2 separate regions of the Zea mays genome follow, and region 1 is linked to region 2. Evidence: chromatin contacts called from public Hi-C data. All regions are on one chromosome and are shown on one strand. The core of a region is the stretch at or near the end of the contact, and the rest is flanking DNA. Distances in the headings are between cores, read along the strand shown. Region 1 holds the start of LOC100277379. Region 2 holds the start of LOC100284370 (gibberellin 2-beta-dioxygenase).

Region 1 (3,463 bases), core at 627-3,126, 460 kb before region 2:
TGTTGTGGACCCAGAGTAGTCGCCTGAGACTGGGGCGAGTCATGGCCTAGTCCCACACATAGCACCTTTACCACGCGACTAAGTGATAGCCGTGTGGCCACTGCGTCTTTACACAGTAGTAAGGGGTACCCTAGTTTCAGGGTACCGACAAAGCTCACCATTGCTGTCTCACACCCCTCACATGAGAAGAACATGTGGTTCAAGAGGAGCCGCCCAGCGAGAAGTTCGACTTAATTTAGGTGGCGTCTCCCAGTCAGCTTTGTGGCGCCAGGGAAATAAGATTTAGTTTATTTTATATTTATCATTTATTTTGTAAGACTTACGCCTATGTAATAAGTACATTTATGATATTTATGACATTTATCTCTATGTGCTTGTAATTGTATGTGTTGTTCTTTTTTGACGCACATATGAGATACATCTATAATTCTTTATAGTTCGATATACAGTTTTGAACCCTGAATCTCCTAGGAGCGGAGTAGGTAGTACGGTTTAGAATGGGCATGGGCCGAGAAGGAAAGTTGAGCCTTTTGGCCTAGTGCGGAGCAGTCGCTTAAATCCAAACTACCCAAGCGACCCCCAGGCCCACTCGGCGGAATCTTCGCCCCAGCCGGCGGAGGCGGAGGCGGAACTTGCAAGTTTGGATTCTGGAACCGCTCCGCTCGCAATTTCAGACGGATTTTCATGCGGATTCCCTGCGGAACACACGCAAAAACCTACGCCATGAAGGCAGCCGTGACCAAAGTCAGTGTGCCGGGCTGCCGGCTGATCTGATCGTCGTAGCTAGCCAGGGCGCTGGCAGCACAAGTCCATGCATTCAATTCAAGAACAAGCTAGTCTGAAAAATCAATCGCAGAAACCCAAAGTAGCACTAGGACGAACGGACCAAGCGACGACGAAACGAAACAACAGTACAGTACAGTACAGCAACCTCTCCGGCTAAAGCAAGATGTATGTATGATCCGCACAGCAGAAAGCAGGGGACAGCTAGCAGGGGATCTTGGAGGTAAACCAGGTCATGACATGGAGCGGCGCCTTGACGAGCTCCACGGCCACCTCCAGCAGCACCGTCACGCAGAGGCAGCAGGGGCATAAACGAGATGGGCAGCCTGGATGCACGGACCAAACGGACTGAAGCTATCAGTTAATCTGCTTACTTTAACGGGAGAAGGGAGAAGAAGAAAATAAAGGGGAGCAAGATCGAACAAGAAGGAAACCACGCACCCGATGATCCAGATGACGGCGCCGACGAAGGAGACGAGGACGGCGAGCAGCGCGAAGGGCAGGCCCAGGAGCCACCCGAGCGGCCGGCACTCCCCGTCGCCGCCGCAGCACATCGTCCGCCCTTGACCAGCCGGCCCGCCTCCCCTTCCCTCTCCGGCTCCGCCGTCGCTTTCTAGGTTGGCCGCGCGCGAGGGAAAAAGGAAGGGAAACCGAGCGCGCGCACCAAGACGACAAGAGGTCCGGCCCGCCGGACACGGTCGATAGGTAGTATATATGGAGAAGATGGAGAGGCAGGAGGCGCGCGGTTTCGTGGTCGCTTTCCTTGCGGTGCCCAGCACGCTTTCTCGTCTGACTTTCCAAGGGATAGACGGGGCCGGGTGGGCAGTCTGGCAGACAGTGAGGCAGCCGCGGCAGGGCAGTTTCCGTCGGGGATGGCGTGGCGGACGGCAGCGATGGAGCGACAACGGAACCGTTGGCCAGCTCCCCCAAGGCCCCAACGCACTCGCCGGCCACGTCACGGGAGTCCGTGGGCGGAGTTTGACTGATGGCGCACGCGTTTGGCCGTGGCGCCCGTGCCCGTGGGCCGCCGCCGCCCGCCGGCTGCCTCCTCCTGTCTTGTCCTCCCACGTTCTCGTTGAGTTCTTCTCGTCCAGGTCCAGGTGTCCAACCAACCTCAATGATTTCGCAATCAACAAGATGCCTGACTGCCTGAGGCCTGACTCAGAATTTTAAGTTCGTTTCGGACCAAGGTTATTACACATGTTTATTTTTTAAAAAAAATACTTGTTGCAATTCGATTTTCGATTGCAAGAATAAAAAAACTAGGCAAAATCAAGAATAAGACAAAACTTGATCTAGGATGGATTTACAAAAACAATCAACAACTAGTTAGTTGCTCGTGCATCACTACTATTTTCATATTTAATATATAGTTTCTCTCTACTATACAAACCAATATGAGTTATATAAAGGAAGGTCTTGCTAGAGACCATGGTTCAAATTATTAATAATATGTTTGGTTTGAGGTCAAAGTAGGATGAATCGGGGGCGACATCGTCTCCTCGATTTTTTGGGATCACGCCGCTCCCAAAAATCACTCCAGTGTTCACCTCGCCCCCGCTTGACTCTCAACCAAACACTATAGAAAATGTGGCGGCCTCATTCCATCCCTCCTTGTACATTGAACCAAACGCACCCTAATATTTTATTTCGCTAGCCGTTGGAAACACTTGCTACATGCGCGTAGAGAGGAAAACACACGACAGGAACTAAGGGTTATTTCTATAACCAAACAACGACAAATATTTAATATATTACAATATAAAATCAAATAACAAATAACCATAGTAGTAATAATAATAATATACTTTATTTTTTTGCATGGTCTTTAAAGCAGAACTTTGACCATTTTTTTTTTTGAAAATATGCCATCATTAAATACACAATGAGCATCATGTTAAAGCATTTTTAATACAAATTCAGGTATATAACATACATACACTAAAAAATATGCATTTTTGGTTGAATTGTTAGTCAAAGTTACGTTGACTTTTTTTAAAAAAACATGCACGTCTTATTTTATGGGATAAGAGTATTATTTAGTTGCACAAAGAGTATTATCTAAAATCATCTTAAATTTTTTTAGGACGTGAAATATAGAAGAAGTGGAACGTAAAACTGAAACATAGGAGAATAGGTGGCACAAATGTATATAAGGATCATCATTCAAACCGTCAGACGCTTCTCCACCATTCAAACTGTCAGATGCTTCTCCTTCACCGTTGCAACTGCAAGGTGTACTGCTGCACTCTCAGCAGCTCAGGGCGATCGCAAAGTAAAGGGATCAGATGGACTAGCAGTTGCAAAGTTAGAACACATGAGCAGCTCAACTAGGAGAGGCGGGGCAACAAGAGAGGACGATCAATGGCAATGCAAACCTTTTACTAAAAATGAAAACTGATTCAACAAAAAAAAATTACACGGCTATAGCAATCGTACCATCTTACAACAGGGCGAGGCTCGCCAGGTTCCTGGTCTTCACCTCGCCACTTGTTTCACTGCCCCAGGTTTCAGGTCTCCTCCTATCCAATTCCAATGTGAGGTAACTTGCAGCTCGACGACTAGGCAAACACGGCACCCTACACAACTGCGGGTAGTTGTACAAATGAAATCGGAGCATGTGCTATATCGGACAACCACTTGTGTGGACAAAACGACAAACAGCATGGCACTGGGTTAG
Region 2 (3,649 bases), core at 846-3,345:
GTCAAGTTATCGAGTAGATCAATTGGTCCTTATCATACCAACATTCATACATTGGGTTAGCAATCTGTTTAGCGCCGGCCACTATGGAGGCGCGCGGCGATCATCTTGACATGTGCATGGAGGGATTTATCTAGGTAACAACACATCAACTTGGTGCTCCCAAGATAGGGAAGGAGCTGAACATGCCATATGATATAATTGATCTTCGTGAGGCGAATGATAAATAACATCATGATGTATTGGAATAGGAGCAAAGGTGGTGGGTCATAAGGACGACATCATGATGTATTGGAACAGAAACGGAGGTAGGTCATATTTGACATGGTGGATGGAAATGAGGAAGAAGTATGGATGGCAATGGGTCAGGTTTTAGACGGGTGGAGCAAAAACCCGCCCATGATCGCACCTGTGATGTCTACCTAAAAAACCACCCGCAATAGCACCCACGAGCACCATTCTAGACCCGCACTCAAACACGTCGGATTTCCGGTCACCAGCGGGTTTCTACCCGATAAACAATTTTAAACAATAATTCGGCTATAAACAATTAAGTACCGGTAATAATTGAGTTATATCTATAGATTTTTTAAGCCTTGTTACGTTGAGCAGCCACAAAACATTTCATGAATGATTAGCTAAGTTACTTATTCAAAACATTTTTCTATTGTATCTTAATCATTTTTGCACATAATAAAGAATGAACTAAATTTCGGATCGGTGTGGATCACCCACGGGTTAAAATAGAAACATGTACTCACGCCTTCAAAACTCTGGGTCAAGTGCGGGACACCGATGGGTTAAAATAAAAACTCGTATCCACATCCACGAAACTTCATATTAGGTGCGGGGTACTCGCGATTCAAAACCTTCACACTTACCCGCACCCGTCGGTGCTGCAAGTTAAATTGTCATTCCTAGGAAGAAGGAATGGAAGTTATGGTAGAGATATTCTAAAAATGTTTCCTTAGCTTTGGTATCATGTTAATTGAATTGCTAAAAGACTATCGATCGACCCTACGAGTTAAAACCTATTCTTTATATAGATCACTGATTTTATCTCCTATTTCAAAGGGGGAGAGCTCCTGAAATCAAGATGTTGCTAAAGGAAAACATAATATTATTCTATCATATTTTATCTCCTATTTCAAACAATATTTTCCACTGCCATATACATACAGGCCCGTGCCAGAGGACGTGCGGGTGCGGGCTGTGCACCGGAACAGGGCCCCTAAATATTTAGGGCCTCCAAATGTGTAAATTTACAGTACATTTATATAATAGTCTATTTTTGTACTATATAAAAACACAAGTTGTTTTGGTTCCACCTTGTCTTCACATTAAAATTGAAAAAATGTTAATATAATGTCGGATCACTTTGCCAATTAGTATGAATGCAATAGAGATAATAGTTAGCTGTTAAAATTAGCTAAAGACATTCAAACAATATAGCTAATAGCTCGGCTATTAACCTCTTTTAGTAAATTAACTAATGGTTAGCTAGCTATTTGTTAGCTAGCAATTTTCAGTCAATTAATTATTAGCTTTAATGCATTCAAACATCTCTAATTCTTTATTAATATGTCTGTACGTATGCTTTTATTCCATGACGTGAGGAATGAGTTTAGCCATAACCCGCATACCTGCAATTTTACGATGTTTTGTTCACCGATATCTAACGTCCTCGACTAGTAAAGAGGTCTTATTTTAAAATCTGTACAGGGCCTCGGATTTTGTCGGCACGGCCCTGTATACATAAAATCTGTTAGACATTTAGACACAGCCTTAGAGACTTAACTATGTTCAAGAAGACGTTGTTTCATGAAAAAGAATAATGTTGTACCATCTAGACATAATGTTAACAATAGCAAACATTCTCTTGTCAAACTAAGTTATGGTTCATCTTGCGTGTAACTAACTTCTGTTTCTACATTGTAGATCAGACGTACGGCCAGTGATCTCGGCCAGCGATGCTTGATCGTACGGCCAGAATTACCACACCACGCTGCGGTGAGGACTGAGGACTTCCCCGCGCGCCACTGCTCCGCCCGCGTCCGCGTCTATACAAAGGCTGTCGCGCTCGGCACTCTTGCTGTCGCGCTCTGTGCACAGACGACCTTCTTCCCATCCCTTCCCTCTGCTAGTCTGCTTCGTTCCTCGGCCATGGTGGTCCTCGCCAAGGGTGAGCTCGAGCAGATCGCCCTCCCGGCTGCAGAGCCGCCCCCGGCCGACGTGCGGTCGGTGGACCTGTCCGCCCCGGCGGGCCCCGCGCGCGAGGCCGCGGCGCGCGCGCTGGTGGCGGCGTGCGAGGAGCACGGGTTCTTCCGGGTGACGGGCCACGGCGTGCCGGCCAGACTCGTGCGCGCCGCGGAGGCCGCGGCGGCCGGGTTCTTCGCGCGGCCGCAGGGCGAGAAGGAGGAGGAGGGCCCCACGCTCGGGTACGGAAGCAAGCGCATCGGCGGCAACGGCGACCTCGGCTGGGTCGAGTACCTCCTGCTCGGTGGCACACCCGCCGCCGCGCCTTCCTCGGCATTATTGCCCTGCGCCGCCGCCCCGTCGCCGTCCGCGCCGGCCGGGCCGTTACGGTGAGTCGTCGACGCCACTCGCAGCGGGGCAGAACGGTGCCGGCGCTCGGCGTTGCAGGTTGCACCGGCATCTCGCTTCGCTTGCCTCCTGAGTCCTGACTCCTGTTGGTTTCCCTTTGATACGTGACTGCTTGCCTGCCCTGCATACAAACATGCACACAGCACACACATAGCAGATAGCACCCATTTGCATTGCCTTTCCTTGGCTCCATGCTCTCTGCTCGTGCTTGCAATCTGTCACGTGGAGCAATACAACACCAAGCATACGCACGTGCTCGTAACACAAGGAAGAACATTTGTACGGTGGAAGATGAGACTGCCCGTCGTGGCAGCGGGCCCACCGGCCGTGGCCCGTCCCCGTCTATATCAATCTGCGTCTTGGCTAGATCGAGCCTCGAGGCATCATTTTCTTGAAGGAAAAAAGAGAGGAAGAAACCCAGACGGAAAAGAAAGAGTTCCTTGTGATCTTTTTTCTTTCCGCCTGCTTCCATGCATGTTTGCCTGACAACATTTCTGTACGGTGTCACGCGCACGCTGACGCAGGGACCTTCTGGACGAGTACACGGTGGCGGTGCGGCGGATGGCGTGCGCGGTGCTGGAGCTGATGGCGGAGGGGCTGGGCATCGCCGGCGGCGCCGGGGACGCGGTGCTGGCGCGGCTGGTGGCGCGCGCGGACAGCGACTGCATGCTGCGGGTGAACCACTACCCGCCGCGGCCGGCGCTCAACCCCAGCCTCACGGGGTTCGGCGAGCACACCGACCCGCAGATCATCTCGGTGCTCCGCGCCAACGGCACCTCCGGCCTGGAGATCGCGCTGCGGGACGGCGCCTGGGCCTCCGTCCCGCCCGACGGGGACGCCTTCTTCGTCAACGTCGGCGACACCCTGCAGGTATATATACCGCCTCTGCTTACTGTTACACACAGTATTAATTATTCTTTTCTTTTACCGTACGTGCCATCGTCAGCCAGGCATCTCGATCGATATATGATGAGTAATCAGCCACCAGCCGTACTTGAGATCTTTCGATCGATCAGTCAACAACAAACCGCATCCGTCAAACACGATG

What was found. A called contact is a pair of places that touch in the nucleus more often than the background predicts.
Region 1: a Hi-C map of ear shows a contact between it and region 2, with 3 times the contacts expected there. The contact joins the promoter of LOC100277379 here to the promoter of LOC100284370 in region 2. A contact is called at or near these places in 2 of 25 Hi-C or Micro-C datasets (bundle sheath and ear).

The regions. Positions count from the first base shown.
Region 1 is chr8:25,173,082-25,176,544 of Zm-B73-REFERENCE-NAM-5.0, reverse strand. It overlaps LOC100277379, which reads right to left and starts at 1,876. Exons shown (of 2, transcript XM_008657550.4): 1 at 1,225-1,876; 2 at 797-1,109. The coding sequence starts at 1,337. The coding sequence ends at 872. LOC100274451 reads right to left here. Exons shown (of 5, transcript NM_001148810.1): 5 at 3,147-3,463.
Region 2 is chr8:24,717,562-24,721,210 of Zm-B73-REFERENCE-NAM-5.0, reverse strand. LOC100284370 (gibberellin 2-beta-dioxygenase) reads left to right here and starts at 2,095. Exons shown (of 3, transcript NM_001371985.1): 1 at 2,095-2,582; 2 at 3,126-3,471. The coding sequence starts at 2,161.